2 separate regions of the Rattus norvegicus genome follow, and region 1 is linked to region 2. A link is a contact called in public Hi-C data. All regions are on one chromosome and are shown on one strand. The core of a region is the stretch at or near the end of the contact, and the rest is flanking DNA. Distances in the headings are between cores, read along the strand shown. Region 1 holds the start of Bcr (BCR activator of RhoGEF and GTPase). Region 2 overlaps Bcr (BCR activator of RhoGEF and GTPase).

Evidence for each region. Hi-C and Micro-C count contacts between places; a contact is called where the count stands out from the background.
Region 1: a Hi-C map of prefrontal cortex shows a contact between it and region 2, with 1.9 times the contacts expected there. The contact joins the promoter of Bcr here to the enhancer-like site in region 2. A contact is called at or near these places in 2 of 12 Hi-C or Micro-C datasets (liver and prefrontal cortex).

What each region holds. Positions count from the first base shown.
Region 1 is chr20:13,592,412-13,599,574 of GRCr8, reverse strand. It overlaps Bcr (BCR activator of RhoGEF and GTPase), which reads left to right and starts at 3,242. Exons shown (of 23, transcript NM_001419609.1): 1 at 3,242-4,971. The coding sequence starts at 3,687.
Region 2 is chr20:13,554,292-13,561,729 of GRCr8, reverse strand. The region is part of intron 1 of Bcr (BCR activator of RhoGEF and GTPase); the gene reads left to right. Among named protein-coding and RNA genes, the nearest start is that of Bcr, 38 kb to the left of the region's middle. Within about 2 kb of position 3,184, at least 41 of the 93 cell types and tissues checked have an H3K27ac peak or open chromatin away from gene starts, as enhancers often do. A contact at or near this core is called in prefrontal cortex, where this site is marked.

The sequences.
Region 1 (7,163 bases), core at 1,993-4,492, 38 kb before region 2:
ATACACATACCACACACACATACACACACACACCACACACTACACACACACCACACACACCACACACACACCACACACACACACACCACACACTACACACACACCACACACACACCACACACACACCACACACACACACCACACACACACCACACACACACACCACACACCACACACACACACCACACACATACACACACACAGCACACACACAGCACACACACATACACACATACACCACACACACACACCACACACACACCACACACACACATACACACACACCACACACACAGCACACACACACATACACACACACCACACACATACACACACACCACACACACGCACACCACACACGCACATACACACACACCACACACTACACACACACCACACACACCACACTACACACACATACCACACACACATACACACACGCCACACACCACACACACACATACACACACGCCACACACCACACACACACACATACACACACGCCACACACACACACACACACATCTCCATGGGCTGTGCTTCTTCTGGGCCACACATATATCCCAATTTGACCATTACTTGCCTACCTGAAGGCTTGCAGAGTTAAGATCGGGCAGAAACAAACACTGGAAGGATGAGGAGAAAGATCACAGTATGGATGAACCTTATGTCTCTCCTTACTCTATCCTGCATCGAAGGACAGATGATAAGAGAGCTCTATAGGAAAAGAGAGGAAGGGAGGGAGAGATGCTCTCTGCAGAAAAGGACCGGAAGCTTAGCATTAGCCAGGATGGCCATGAGGATGGAAGGCTAACTCTGGGGCCAGAAAAGACCGACAGGGGGAAAAAAGAACACTATCTGGATGTGCTCCTGTACTCAAAAGCACTTTGCTGTGTCAAGAGAACAGAGCCTGCAAAACCCAACGGAGAGCTTCTGAGTTTTAAAAGCAAACTTACTTATTTATAAAATATTCAAAGCTAGCATGCGGGTGCATAAACATAGTCCCAACTGCTCTGGAGGCTGCGCAAGAAGTGGATCACTTGAGTCCAGAAGTGTGGGGCCCTCATCTCGAAGTAAATGAATAGTTGAGTAAACAGAAAATATTTCAAGTAGAGGGAGAGGGAGTGTGGCTCAGTGGGAAAGTGGATGCCTAGCATGTTCCAAGGTCCCCGCTTTCCAACTCCCAGCACCCCACACACCAAAAAGTCTACACAAATATTTAAAGTAGCGCTGAGTCGTGATCTGCAAACCAGAGAGCTACCACTACCACACGGATGGATGGATGACACCACCCTCCTTCACCAAAGCACCCCTTCCGGTTCCACATATCAGTGCTTATGTGGGCCCTAACGAGCCTACTGGGAACTTCAGGACCCAGTCAACAAAGAAAACAAAAGAATGTATTCTTTGGAAGATTCTTTTTTTTTTTTTCTTCAAATGGCCAGGAAATAGGATTCCAGAGGCCTGAGCGCTTCTCGTCTTGCGTGCCTGGCTCACTTATTGAATGAGTCCATCAGATCATTATGGGCTGCAACTAGTATTGATTGTGACCCTGTGAGGTCACTGCTCGCTCTCTCTCTCTCTCCTCTGTCTCTGTTTGTGTCTCTCTCTGTCTCTATTTCGCTCCTTCATGTCTCTGTGTCTCTCTGTCCCTGTCTGTCTTTCTCTGCTCTCTGTCTCTCCTTCCTCTTGGTCTGTCTCTGTGTGTCTCTGTTTCTCCTTCCCTGTCTCTCTCGGTCTGTCTCTTCTTCCTCTCCTCTTCCCTTCCCCTCTCCCCCTCTCCCTCTCCCTCTCCCTACCCTTCCCTCTCCCTCTCTTTTTTGTACTGACAGGGACTAATCCATACCTTTTTTCCTACCAAATAAGACCTCTACCATTGAGCCACGCCCCCCCCCCCCCCCCCCCCCAGCGAGGATCAGGCTTTTTAACGGTCTTTTTAAAGGCGAGTCTACCGAGGAAGAGAACATCGTTCACTGCTGTGCTTCTGGGATGCCTGCTCTTTTTGTTTTGCTTTGCTTTTCCTTTCACTAGCCCAAAAGTCAGGTGCCCAGCAAAACTATTTCTTCTCAGCAATTGCGTTGTTTACTGCCTGCTGGGCAAGAGACTGGTGAGGTAGGCGGGGAAGGAGGGAACAAGAGATTAAAGAGGTCTACAGAGGGCAGCAGCGAGCTGCATAGCGCTCACAGGGTTCCTGGAGTGGCGCTCCAAAGGCTCGCCAGCCCAACAACATTAACACAAACTGAACCCTACTAGGAGCAGACAACAGGCTACAGATGAGGGTGAAAGCGAGTTCCAGGGAGGAAAAGGAAAACCCGGCCTAAGTCAGGGAGCCCCTGCTAATCTGGTTGCTGGTGCTGGGTTCTATTTCTCTAGAGAAGCGTGGTAACAGTTTACAACCAAGGACATAACAGCTTTGTGGAAGCAGGTGTTCTGGTTTTATCTCGGAGCTCAGGGAAACTGAGGCACGGAAGTGGGAAAAGTAGCCAAAACTCAGCTGTTCTTCAGCTGCCAAATCCTGTTGCCTTTCACCTCACCCAGCAGGCTGGCCTGGGTTCCATTTTGTTTTCAGGAGAGCATATATGGAGAGCATCTCTGCTAAGTGACTCAGATCCCTAAGCTTCGTTGGGAACGATTATTAAAGGTTTCCTGTCTTCCACCCAGCTCTGTGGTTAAGAAGGAGGTGTGCGATCCCTTCCCAGGAAGAAAGAGACCCCGAAAACACGACACTGGCCTCCAGAGGTCAAAAGTCATTACTCAGGAAGGGAGATTCATTGATTGAGCAGAGGGGGAGAAATTCCTAAGTGTCACTCAGAGTCCGGTGACAACTTCAGTGGCCATTGTTAAGCTCCATTACCCACCTCAGATCTCCAGCACCAGAGGCTCACTGGCTGGCACCCGAGCTGTTGGCATGGGTGACCTGCCCTGCTTGATTTCTCAATAGTTTGGGCCCTGCTGGGTGTTCGTTCCCTGTGCGGTTAGCACCGAGGTTAGTGGGTGCAGAAAAGAGGAAGCAGGTATTTCTCTTCCAGGCATGAAGAACTAGCCAGAGCATCCGCGGTGGAGAGATCGCTCGGAATCACCGGGTCTGGGGCACCTCTGTGTCCAGAAGGGGATCAGACCAGTTTGCAGTGGTCCGGGTCGTATTCAAGGACCCAATGCTCTTCCCGCGGCGCGGCCCCTTTAAGAGGCGCGCCCAGCCCCGTCAGCCGCTCCGCGGCCACCGCCCCCCGGTCCTCCCCTTCCTGCAGCGCTGAGTGCGGGCCGGGGCGGGAGTGCGGCGAGAGCTGGCCGTGCTGAGCGGAGCGCCTGCCCGGAAGGCTGCGGGGCGGCGCGGGAACCGGAGGCGAGGAGCCCGCGGGGCTGCGGCCGTGGGCCCGCGGCGGCCCTGCTCTGCGGAGGACCGCTCCCGCCGCCTCGCGCGCCGCGGAGCCCCGCACACAATAGAGGCGTGCGCAACCCCGCGCCCTTCCCCCGCCCGCGCGCGCCCCTCGCCGCCGCCGCCGCCGCCGCAGCGGCCGAGCCTCCCGCCTCACCTGCGGCCCCGGGGGGCGGGCATTGTTCGCCGCCGTAGCCGCGGGATCATGGGAGGCGCCGGACGCCCGGGGCCCGGCACCGTAAGAACCCCGCGCCGCCGCTGAGCCGGGCTCCGGCGCGCAGCTCCTCGGCGCAGGTGAGCCGGCCGCGCCATGGTGGACTCGGTGGGCTTCGCCGAGGCTTGGAGAGCGCAGTTCCCGGACTCGGAGCCGCCGCGCATGGAGCTGCGCTCGGTGGGTGACATCGAGCAGGAGCTGGAGCGCTGCAAGGCCTCCATTAGGCGCTTGGAGCAGGAGGTGAACCAGGAGCGCTTCCGCATGATCTACCTGCAGACGCTGCTGGCCAAGGAGAAGAAGAGCTACGATCGGCAGCGCTGGGGCTTTCGCCGGGCAGCGCAGCCCCCGGACGGCGCCGCCGAGCCCCGAGCGTCCGCCCCGCGCCTGCCGCCCGCGCCCGCCGACGGCGCAGACCCGGCGCCCGTCGAGGAGTCGGAGGCGCGGCCGGACGGAGAAGGGTCACCGAGTAAGGGGCGACCGGCGACTGCCCGCAGGCCAGCGGCTGCTGCGCCGGCGGACCGGGACGACCGAGGGCCCCCCACCAGCGTGGCGGCGCTCAGATCCAACTTCGAGAAGATCCGCAAGGGACCTGCCCAGCCCGGCTCTGCCGACGCCGAGAAGCCCTTTTACGTGAACGTCGAGTTCCACCACGAGCGCGGCCTGGTGAAGGTCAACGACAAAGAGGTGTCCGACCGAATCAGTTCTCTGGGCAGCCAGGCCATGCAAATGGAGCGCAAGAAGTCCCAGCAGAGCGCCGGGCAGGGCCTGGGGGAAGCACCCAGACCCCATTACCGTGGGCGCTCCTCGGAGAGCAGCTGCGGCCTCGACGGTGACTATGAGGATGCAGAGTTGAATCCCCGTTTCCTGAAGGACAACCTAATCAATGCCAATGGCGGCAACAGGCCCCCTTGGCCGCCCCTGGAGTATCAACCCTACCAGAGCATCTACGTCGGGGGTATGATGGTGGAAGGGGAGGGCAAGAGCCCTCTCCTGCGAAGCCAGAGCACTTCAGAGCAGGAGAAGCGCCTCACCTGGCCCCGCAGGTCCTACTCGCCTCGGAGTTTTGAGGACAGCGGAGGTGGCTACACTCCGGACTGCAGCTCCAATGAGAACCTCACCTCCAGTGAGGAGGACTTTTCCTCTGGCCAGTCCAGCCGCGTGTCACCAAGCCCCACCACCTACCGTATGTTCCGGGACAAGAGTCGCTCACCCTCGCAGAATTCACAACAGTCCTTTGACAGCAGCAGCCCTCCGACGCCACAGTGCCAGAAGCGGCACCGGCAGTGCCAGGTTGTGGTGTCTGAGGCTACCATAGTAGGTGTTCGCAAGACCGGGCAGATCTGGCCCAGTGATGGGGACAGCACCTTTCAGGGGGAAGCAGGTGAGTGCCTCCTGTGGGCATACGGGGGACCTGTTCTAGACTCTTTAAGTAGATTGACATGGGAGAAATGGGTACTTTTTGGCATGATTTTCAAGCGCTTTTGTGTCTCTTTGGCCCTGCGCCTGAACTGACTCCACCCCCTTCTTCCTGAAGGCAAATGGATGGGGGTAGGGGATTACAAGGGAATGGCTGGTGGTGCGCTCTCTTGGTTCTAGATCCAAAGCTGGTGGGTTGCCGAAGTATTGGGTTGCCGAAGTATTGGGGGAGAGATAGCCGTGTGCTCTCTCCATGCTGGACAAGTCGGTCGTCTCTGCCCACCCGGATTAGCTCCTTTGGGAGGTGGGGGATCTGTGCTGTTTCTCCACAGCCTGCCACCTGGTTGTTCTGGTCTTGGAGTGGTAATATGACGCGTTAGGGGAACTCTAGATGTGCAAGCTGCCTGGAGGGTTTAGATGTGTCAGATTCACTTGTTAAGCAAGTGAGAGCAGGTGAAGAGAGGACTTAGAAGAAAGTGAGTTCTGACTCAGTGGGCCACCGAAAACCAGTAGGTTGAAGACTTTACGTGGTGGGGTAATCCCACACCATCCTGATCTTCTTCGCTTCACCCTTCATTAGTCACCCGTAGACTCCTCTGTCAACCGCCACTGAGTTTTGTCTGTCTGTCTGTCTGTCTCTTTTTTCTTGTGGTGCTGGGGTTCAAACCCAGTGCCATGCCAGTTCAAGGCATGCTAACACCTCTGAGTTACATCTCCAGACCCCATCTTCTTTTTCCGGTCCTCCCGCATGCTCTTGCTGCCTCATTTTCTCGGGTGAGCACTCAACAGGGTCTTGTTTGAGGCTCCTAATCCATGGTCTGACTCTAGCGCTGAGATAAACCATAACTTCATTGCTGCACACGGGACAGGCACCATTGGATGTGTGGGGTTATGGGACTAGGTTATGGTTTCGAGATCCAGGCAGAATTTTCCATCAGAGTAAGGTGGGAGGGGTGTGCTGGGGGTGTACAGCTGTCAGGAAGCTCTGGGAATCTTTGCTTCTGTTGAGCTGATCTGGTCTTTGGCTTCCCTGATTTTTCTCCCCCTTGCTGATGGAGTTGCACGTGCTTCATTTGTCAGAATCCTGTTGAAAAAAAAAAAAAAAAGCGAGGCTATTTTTGGCTCTATTAAGCTGCCTTTCTGTGCCCAGCACCCTGTCTTGTTCAGCAGGCTCTAGTTGCTGCTGATCTTACATCTGGGCCAGTGCAGTGTGTAGTTGGACCTAACCTGCCTGTACCCTGGTCCAGCTGCTTTCCTTGTCTCCAGAGGAGGGATGAAAAGCAATAGGGGTCAGACATTGGCTCTGAAGGCACAGCCACCAGCTCCTTTCAGGTCTGGAGGATGACCCAATGATTCCTGGGCACCAGCCACGTCTAGCCAGCTGTTTGCAAGGTGAACTCATTTGAGCTGGCTTTTGGTGCTGTCATGATTGGGGGATGTTATTCATAAAGAAGACGAGAAGCTTCCTATGGAGACCTACAGTCTGATACTCTCTTGCTGGCAGGGAGGTCCAAGTTTCCAGAAAGTTGAGCCCAGCTTTTCCTATACCTACTGTAGAAATGGCCATGCTGCCCTCCACATAATCAAACGTAGTCTAAGTCTGAGTAGGAAAAGGCAGGGATGAGAAGGAGGTGGGTCCTGAGAGGAAAATAGGTTAGTTTCTGAGCAAGTGGCTTAGATGTTAAGTTTCATATCTTAGAACTTTCTGTTTCTCTCTGACTACTCTGAAGCCCCACATTCTCTTTTATGTTTTCCCCTTAAACATTCTTTTGTGCCTTTTTGAGATAGGGCCTCTCCGTGAAGCTCTGTCTAGCCTAAAACGTGTCACATGGACCAGTGTTGGTCTCCAGTTTGCAGTGAGCTGCTGCTTCCCAAATGCTGGGGTTACGGGCATGCACCCCCACACCTGTGTCCCTCAGACTTCTCTTTCTCTCTTTCTTTTTTTCCTTTTTTTTGGGGGGGGCAGGAGATTTGGGGGCCAGGCAGACTCTTACTGTGTTGCTTTGGATCCCCTGGAACTGGTTTTGTAGACCAGGCTAGCCTCTCAGTCATAAAGATCCATATCTTTCCCTCCCAAGTGCTGAGATTAAAAGCCTGTTTTAGCACGGAAAGTGCCCTCAGACGTTTCGGTTAAGAGCTGAGGCATGGCTGAGTAGT
Region 2 (7,438 bases), core at 1,935-4,434:
GGGAAGCCTCTTCTGACAGCCCTAACCCCCCCCTTCCCACCCCCGTCATCTGTAGGGATTTGTCCCATCCCATGCTTCTGCCTCTGCTTTGCTCTCCCATCCCACATTTCTGCCTCTGCTTTCCTCTCCCATCCCAAGTTTCTGCTTCTGCCCTCCAGGACTCCTGCTCTTAGTATTTTTGTTTTAACCTGACAGAAACTAGAGTGAGAAAATGCCTCCTCCGTCAGATTGACCTGTGGGCTGGATTAGCATTTTCCTGACTAATGACTGCTGTGCATACTGGCAGTGGTGCTGTTTCTGGGTAGTTGGTCCTAGGTTGTATGAGAAATCTGACTGAGCCAGCCATGGAGAGTACGCCAGTAAGCGATGTTTCCTGTGGTCTTTGCTTCAGTTCCTACCTCCCTGCTTGAATTCCTGTCTTGGCATTCACCATGATGGGCTGGGATTGGGATGTGTAAGCCAGATGCACCCTTTACCCCCATGTTGCTTTTGGTCAGGGTGTTTATTACAGCAGTGCAAAGTCAACTCAAGACAACGGCTAAGAGCCTTGGACCTCGGCAGTCAGACCCTGCAAGCACCCAGTCCCTTCTGGTTCTCCAGGTTCCTGGCAGGTTGGGAGCAGCAAAAACCCTCAGCTGGGTGGGCATCAGGCTAGCTTCTTCCACTGGCCAGTGTCTCTGGTCTCCTCCCCATCTTGGGGGGTCATGAAAGAATTCTGCGTTATGTAGCCATGGTGCCTGGAGGTCTGTCCTTTGTGCTTGCTGATTACAGTGACTGAACCCGGTGGCCACCATCACGTGACATGAGAGCCACCATGTGAGTGAGGGAGCCGGGAGGCTCTCACCCTTTTCCCTCTTGCCCTGGGGCTGACAGTGAGGAGAGTCTGGTCTATTTAGTAGTACCTACGTGGAAGGGCAGGTATGAATCTGTTTTGTACCACGTAGGGGGACTGAACTTAGTCTGGACAGGATAGTTGACTTTGTTCCCTTCTGAGATGGCCCACCTTCGGACTGGGAGAGAGAAAATGGAGGCATCTTATAAAGGGCTGGTTTGTTTTTACAAGTGTGTGGTCGTGGCTTGTTGTTCGTTTGTTTGTTTGTTCGTTCGTTCTTGACTGTCCTGGGATGAGGTAGCTGTGTGGATGAGAACCTGTCAGTGGCTAGGATGAATCGCCTGTTTTCTTGTTTCACTGAGAGGGCTTTTGCCTGTGGGAGAGGTCAAGCCCCCGTACAGGGAGGCAGTGGTGTTTACAGAGTGAACAGCTGGTGCGGGGAGCAGAGGTGACTGATCCCTCATTATGGAGGAGGGAAGGCCTGCAGCGTGCCAGCCCATTCTGTCATGCCTGTGGTCCTAATGACCTGATGATGGATGGATGGATGTACCCAGGGTCTGGCTGGCAGGGCAGTAAAAACAGGAAACCTAATCTTTTGAAAATAATCCAGGGGGAGGGGAGAAAGTGAAGCAAAGCCCTCCAGTCAACAGATGGCTCTTGGAGATGTGTCTTCCCGAGGGCCTCACATTCAAAGCTGAAAATGCCAACGGGCTTGCAAAAGGCTGTGTTGTCTTGACTGGAGAGCTTCGGAGGGGAGCGAGCATTTGCAAGGTCTGTACCTAGCGGTGCATATTCTTGTGAGAAGCTTCCCCTGCTCCAGACTCTCTCCTAATAGCTACCAGCCCTGAATGGTGTCCTGGACCCCTTACTTTGAATATGACCCTTTCCTGCTGTCTGCTCTGCACTGCCCTGCCCATGTTAGCCACTGTACATGCCCAGCTCATCTCCCAATAGCCTAACCTCTCTTTCCTTCTAAGAAACCTCAAACCTACTCATGGTTTTGAGTTCAAGATTACGAATCTCAAGCTGGCAACCCTGCAGGGCTGTGTAACCTACATTCGGTTTTCCTACCCTCCTGTATGGCGGGACAGCTCCTTCGTTCTGCTGAGGTTTTTGCCTCCTGGTACTTCCTGGATTCTACCTGTTTGACCAGCATACAGAGCTGTCCATCACCAGATCCTCCTGGCCCCAGCGTTAGCTTCTGTACTTCGCTTCCCCACTTCATTTATCCCACCTTGCTTCCTAAACGCCACATAACTTGTGATTTCACCGCCTCTCTTGCTTCCTTGTCCTTCACACCGCCTTCCTGTAGCATCTGGCTCACTCTGACACTCAGCGATCACTGAACCTGTAGCTCCTGAAACATGGAGCCATCCTGTCACTTAAGTGTGATGGTGTGTATATGCTCAGCACAGGGAGTGGCACTAGGGGTGGGCCTGTTGGAGTGGGCGGGGCTTTGTTGGAGTGGGTATGTCAGCTGTGGATGTAGGGCTGGACAGATGGCTCAGTGGTTAAGAGCACTGACTGCTGCTCTTCCAGAGGTCTTGAGTTCAGCTCCTAGCAATCACATGGTGGCTCACAATCATCTGTAATGGGATCTGATGCCCTCTTTCTGGCATGTCTGAAGACAGCTATAGTGTACTCATATACATTAAATAAATAAATCTTAAAACAAAAAAACAAAAACAAAAAACCCATCCTAGCTGCCTGGAAGCCAGTATTCTGAAGATGTAGAACTCTCAGCTCCTCCTGCACCATGCCTGCCTGGATGCTGCCACGCTCCCACCTTGATGATAATGGACTGAACATCTGAACCTGTGAGCCAGCCCCAATTAAATGTTGTCCTTTATAAGAGTTGCCTTGGCCACGGGGTCTGTTCACAGCAGTAAAACCCTAACTAAGACATTAAGTCTCTGGAAGGCATAGCCTCTGATGCCGTCGCCAACCTCTCTGGCTGTCCAAGGGGGAGCATCCCTCCTGCTGCCTCCTCTTAAAGCCATCCGAACAGACAGCAGACCCCAGCACCTTGCAGTATCTCCTCTCAGAAATGCATAAAGCGCTTCAGGCCTCAAGCGGAGGCGAAGTGGATCCTGCTGAAGGGAGGCTCACGGTGAGGTTTGACGACAGTCTGGAGGACCATGCCTGGCTGTTGGGAGAGTGACTCATCAGATGCTGAGGAGAATGTCTGAGGGAGACGACCTCCCTAGAGGAAGCCAGGTCCAGGTGGTGGGGTGTGGCCTCTACATCTGCCGGTCCAGGCTGTCCCTCCAACCCATCCATTTTGGCTCAGTGCTTGCAACTGTTCTTGGAGAAGCATCTGCTCCAGGCCACACCCAGATAGGAAATGCTGAGAGCGCCAGCTCCCTGAGCCAAGCCGTGACAGGCTGGGTCTGCTGGGGAAAGCTAAGGAGTAGAAGCCCTGGGGCTGTCTGGAGCTTCTCCGCCCACTTGTACGCTCAGCTCGCTTCTGTTTTATGGATACTTGATGCATAATTCATGCCCTTTGCAACCAGCTCCTGGCATGCCATGCAAATGAGCCCCAGGTGTTGTCAGGGGTATACTCTTGTGGGCCTCCATGTTCCCGTCTGTAAGGTGGGGCTTATAACCTCCCTGGAATTGTGGTAACAACAGAAGAGAACAGCGTGCCTGCTCTGTGGTCTAAAGGAGACGCTCCATTCGAATCATGGCTGCTTAGTTTGGATAAAGAGTTAGATTTAGTTTTGTTTTATCCGGCTTTCTCCACGGACCCCCTCACGTGGCGGCTTCTCAGTATCCCGGAAACCTGCCTGTTAGAACACTTCCCACTAAAAGTAGGGCAGGATCCGCAGAGACGAGCTCCTCTTTTTCCAGTGAGCGAGCGCACCATGCCTCCCCCTCACCTCCCCATCCCGGTGTGCGGTGGCACGGAACTGAAACTGCTGTGGTCCACGCCTCCAGTCCACACGCCGCCACTAGCCATGATCCGTTCCCTCTCACGGGTCTCAGGTTGGCAGCTCTGATGGGAATCGACTTGTTCATCCCTGAATCAGGACTCCAGGCTTCTGAGGGTCACCCTCCTCAGGGGAGAGGAGGCCGCAGGGTGCTCCACCCTGCCAGATCCTCCAGCTGTTTTGTTTGCATGGTTTTATTTTTGTTTTCTCTCTTCAGCATCTAACTCGTTAGCAGAGATGTGAATGGCCCTACTCTCCTTCTCCACTCCCACCCTCAGGATGGGGTAATGGGTGATGTCCGAAAGGGTGGTGTTTGGGGAAGAAGGCAGGGGACCCACTTTCTGCTGAATGCAGGATGGGGCAAAGATGCCCACAGTGCCATGAGAGAAAGCTCCCAACTCCTAATGGGAATATGGCAGTGGTGTTTGGAGGTAGCCTATCACCCCAACAGTGAAAAACTCTTATCTCTCAAGACCCAGAGCAGACTCTCAATTAGTGGCACAAGTAATTCTTCTTCTGGTTGGACGCACTGATGTTTCTGTCTGTCCTCCATTTTCACAAGACATCTTTGAGAAGGTAGCAGCATCCTGACCACAAGTGACAATCTTCTACCTCTTCACAGTCCCCCTCTAGAGCAGACCTTCTGTGCCTGTGCATCGTTTCCGTCGGCACACCAGGCACATAGTAGGTGCTCATTTAACACGTGTAGGGCGAGCGAAGACAGACCTCTCTTACCCCTCTCTCTCCTCCCAACCAGCCACTGTGAGGCCTGCCAGAGGTCGCCAGTCAAAATGGGAGGGCAGGACACAAGCATGCGGAAAGAAAAGGAGAGGCTGATTGTTCACGCGATGTTGGTGGGAACGACTGATAGTGACAGTCAAGTAAATCATACACGCTTAAGTACAATGCAGGTTTAGAGCAGGGAGTGTTGTCGGAGGGTTAAGGGTAGCCGTGGGTCAATGTGAAGCTATGATTTAATGACATCAACAGGTGTAAGAAGACGTGCTTAGGGGGGCACAAACCAACACAGGACCCCATAGGTTTGGTGTCTGTGCCAAGCCATGCCCATGGACCAGCCAGAAGGGCCACAATTGTCTGTGTCCGTGACACTTAGATCTGTAGCATGAGCACATCCAGGTGAGTACTCAGGTCAGACTACCTGTCCCTACTATCTGTCTGGGTCTCTAGGCAGCATCTCTCCTGGTTCTTATAGAGGTTAATGTTATGGTTAATGCTCAATGTTAAAATAATTTCCAAATCCATTTTCTTTTCCCAGTCTTGCTCCCAGAATGACAACTCCAGGACTAATTGTTTATTATTAAATGCTGTGGCCATAGGCTTTGCCTCATTCTTTCTCCGAGTTTCTTGGCGTCTCCCTGAGTTCATCTCTCTCAATTTCCCAGAATCCTCTCTGTCCCTGCCAGATGTCCCACCCCCTATTTCCTGCCTCAGCTCATTGGCCAGCGGCTTTTTTATTGACAGGCGACTCTTATAAGAGATTCTCTCTACACCTTAGCCTGTTAGGTGCTGCAGCTAAGCACAGCCCTGTTGGTGACAGTGATTATACTTTTGGCTGTGGTGTCTGGAAGGAACTCAGGACACCAGCAGATTCCAGATCAGGCGAGGGCATTCTGTCTTATAGATGAGGCCTTCTTGCTGTGTCTTCTTCTCCAGGCAGAACGTCTGAGAGTTCCTTGGGGCTTTGTTCATAAGGAAACTGGTGACCCCTCCCTACCCCCAGCAGTCCCACCAGCGTGGGGAAGAGAAACAAGTCCATAATGCACATTCCCATGTAGCTGCTGGAGGACAGTGGCCTAGTAGGTGACAGTCTCTCCTCCAGGGTCAGTGAGGGGGCGGGGCATGACCACTTGTGAGTAAGAGTTGTCTCTCTCTGTATGCACATGTATGTACTAGTGCATGTGTGTGTGCCTACATTCGTGGCCCACTGGGAAAGATGAGGCCAGGCTGGGAGCACCAGCGTCTCTTCGATGGGAGTGCTGACTTCCCAAGAAGATGAAAAGGATATGTCTCCCTCTTGGGCAGTGGATGTCCCAGAGGAGGCTTGGGGAGCGCTCAGGGAAGGCTGCAAGGGCTTTCTCAAATGCAGTCTTATCCTCTTGACCCAGCTGGGAGGGGCCAAAGGGAGGTTGTTGCCTGCCCTTCCGATGCACGTTGAGATTGTGGGGTTCGTTTCCAGTCATGTGGTTTTTAACACCCCAAGCAGAGATGGGTAGAGAGAGCTCTCAAACCTTACTAGCTCCCTCTCCATAACTGAGCCCTGATTACCCCCCTGCCCCCAGCAACACTTTGGGGCCTTCCCTTCCTGCCTTTCTCATGGGTGGGTGCCTTGAACCCCATGATCCTCACAGGAAGGCCCAGATGTAGTCCTTTTTCAGCTGTGAACCGTTTATCTCTTCTTTCCACACGGCCTGCAGGAAGCCAGTACTGAAGCAGCACATGCAGGGTCTCACTCCATAACAGGAAGGCACAGTAGGGCACAGGCCCCGTCACAGGCCCAGCCACCACAAAGTGGCTACTTCTGCTGTCCCACACTGCCTCCGTGGTCTCCAGGGACCTCATCCATTGCAGGAGTCACCCAGGAGCTGGCATTTAGAACTTTTATTTATATTTTTTGACTCATTAACTCTTTTTCCAGACTTGGGACTGGAATAAGGCTCCTCTGGGTTCTAGTCTTAAAAGTGGGAAAAATTGTTCCAGAAGGCTTTGCAGACCGCAACATTGGCCTTAGGGAGGTGTCCGTTGCCCTGTAACGGCAGGCAGGGCTGGGCAGTACAATAGAGTGGGCAGCATTTCTTCTCAAGTGTGGCTTTAAGTTCTAGCTCCGGCAGGCTCAGATAGTCTGCATTCCCAGTGACCAGGCAAATGGCTGAAGGGAGCTGCTCCTTGTATCCCCACTGAAGAGCTGGCTTTGCACTCAGAGGGAGGAGGAACCTCCTCAAAACCTGAGCAGAGCAGATTGTGATGAGCCGAGCTCTGGGCAGGAGCCAGGGATCCTCATAGATCCCTCTGGTCTCCCCAGTCGTGGCTCCAAGACCTTGCAGGCAGACCAGGCCTTACCTTAGGGAGGTGTGTCTACAGCTGAACCGACCCCTCCATGCACCCCATGTTAGGGAAGAAACTTAGCATTTGAGGCAGGAGATGCTGGATTTGCTTGACCAGCTGTTGTGCTTTTTCCACATTTTGGTTTCCCTCCTTTGCTGGAAGCTTGGACAGAAATCGTCATCCGAACCCAGAGAAGCAGGCATTGTGATTATTTTGGGATTTCCTCTCTCTCCAAGTCTGGGCTCACTCACTGAGTGGAGCTCACCCTGTTTCTCAGACCCCACCCAAGGCAGGCTGGCCAGGCCAGGTGGAGGGTGTGGGCTCTGGTAAAGCCAAGATCAGCTGGGGACTGCAGGGCCCATCCTCCAGGCTCTTGCTTGAGGGCTAGAATGTAGCCTGAGTTCCTCCCCCCCCCCACCTTCCCCCCCCATCCCTACCCCCGTGTGTGCTGACCAGCTGTTCTGGATTTTGATTTGAGGAAATCTCTGTGGCCAAAGTGGTCGAGGGTAGCCCAACAGTCAGGTCGATGGAATAGCATGGCCATTTGGCAGTGACTCAAGACCCTTTCCTTTTCTCCGTGAGATGAACAAATCAGGGTTCATTTGCTTGACAC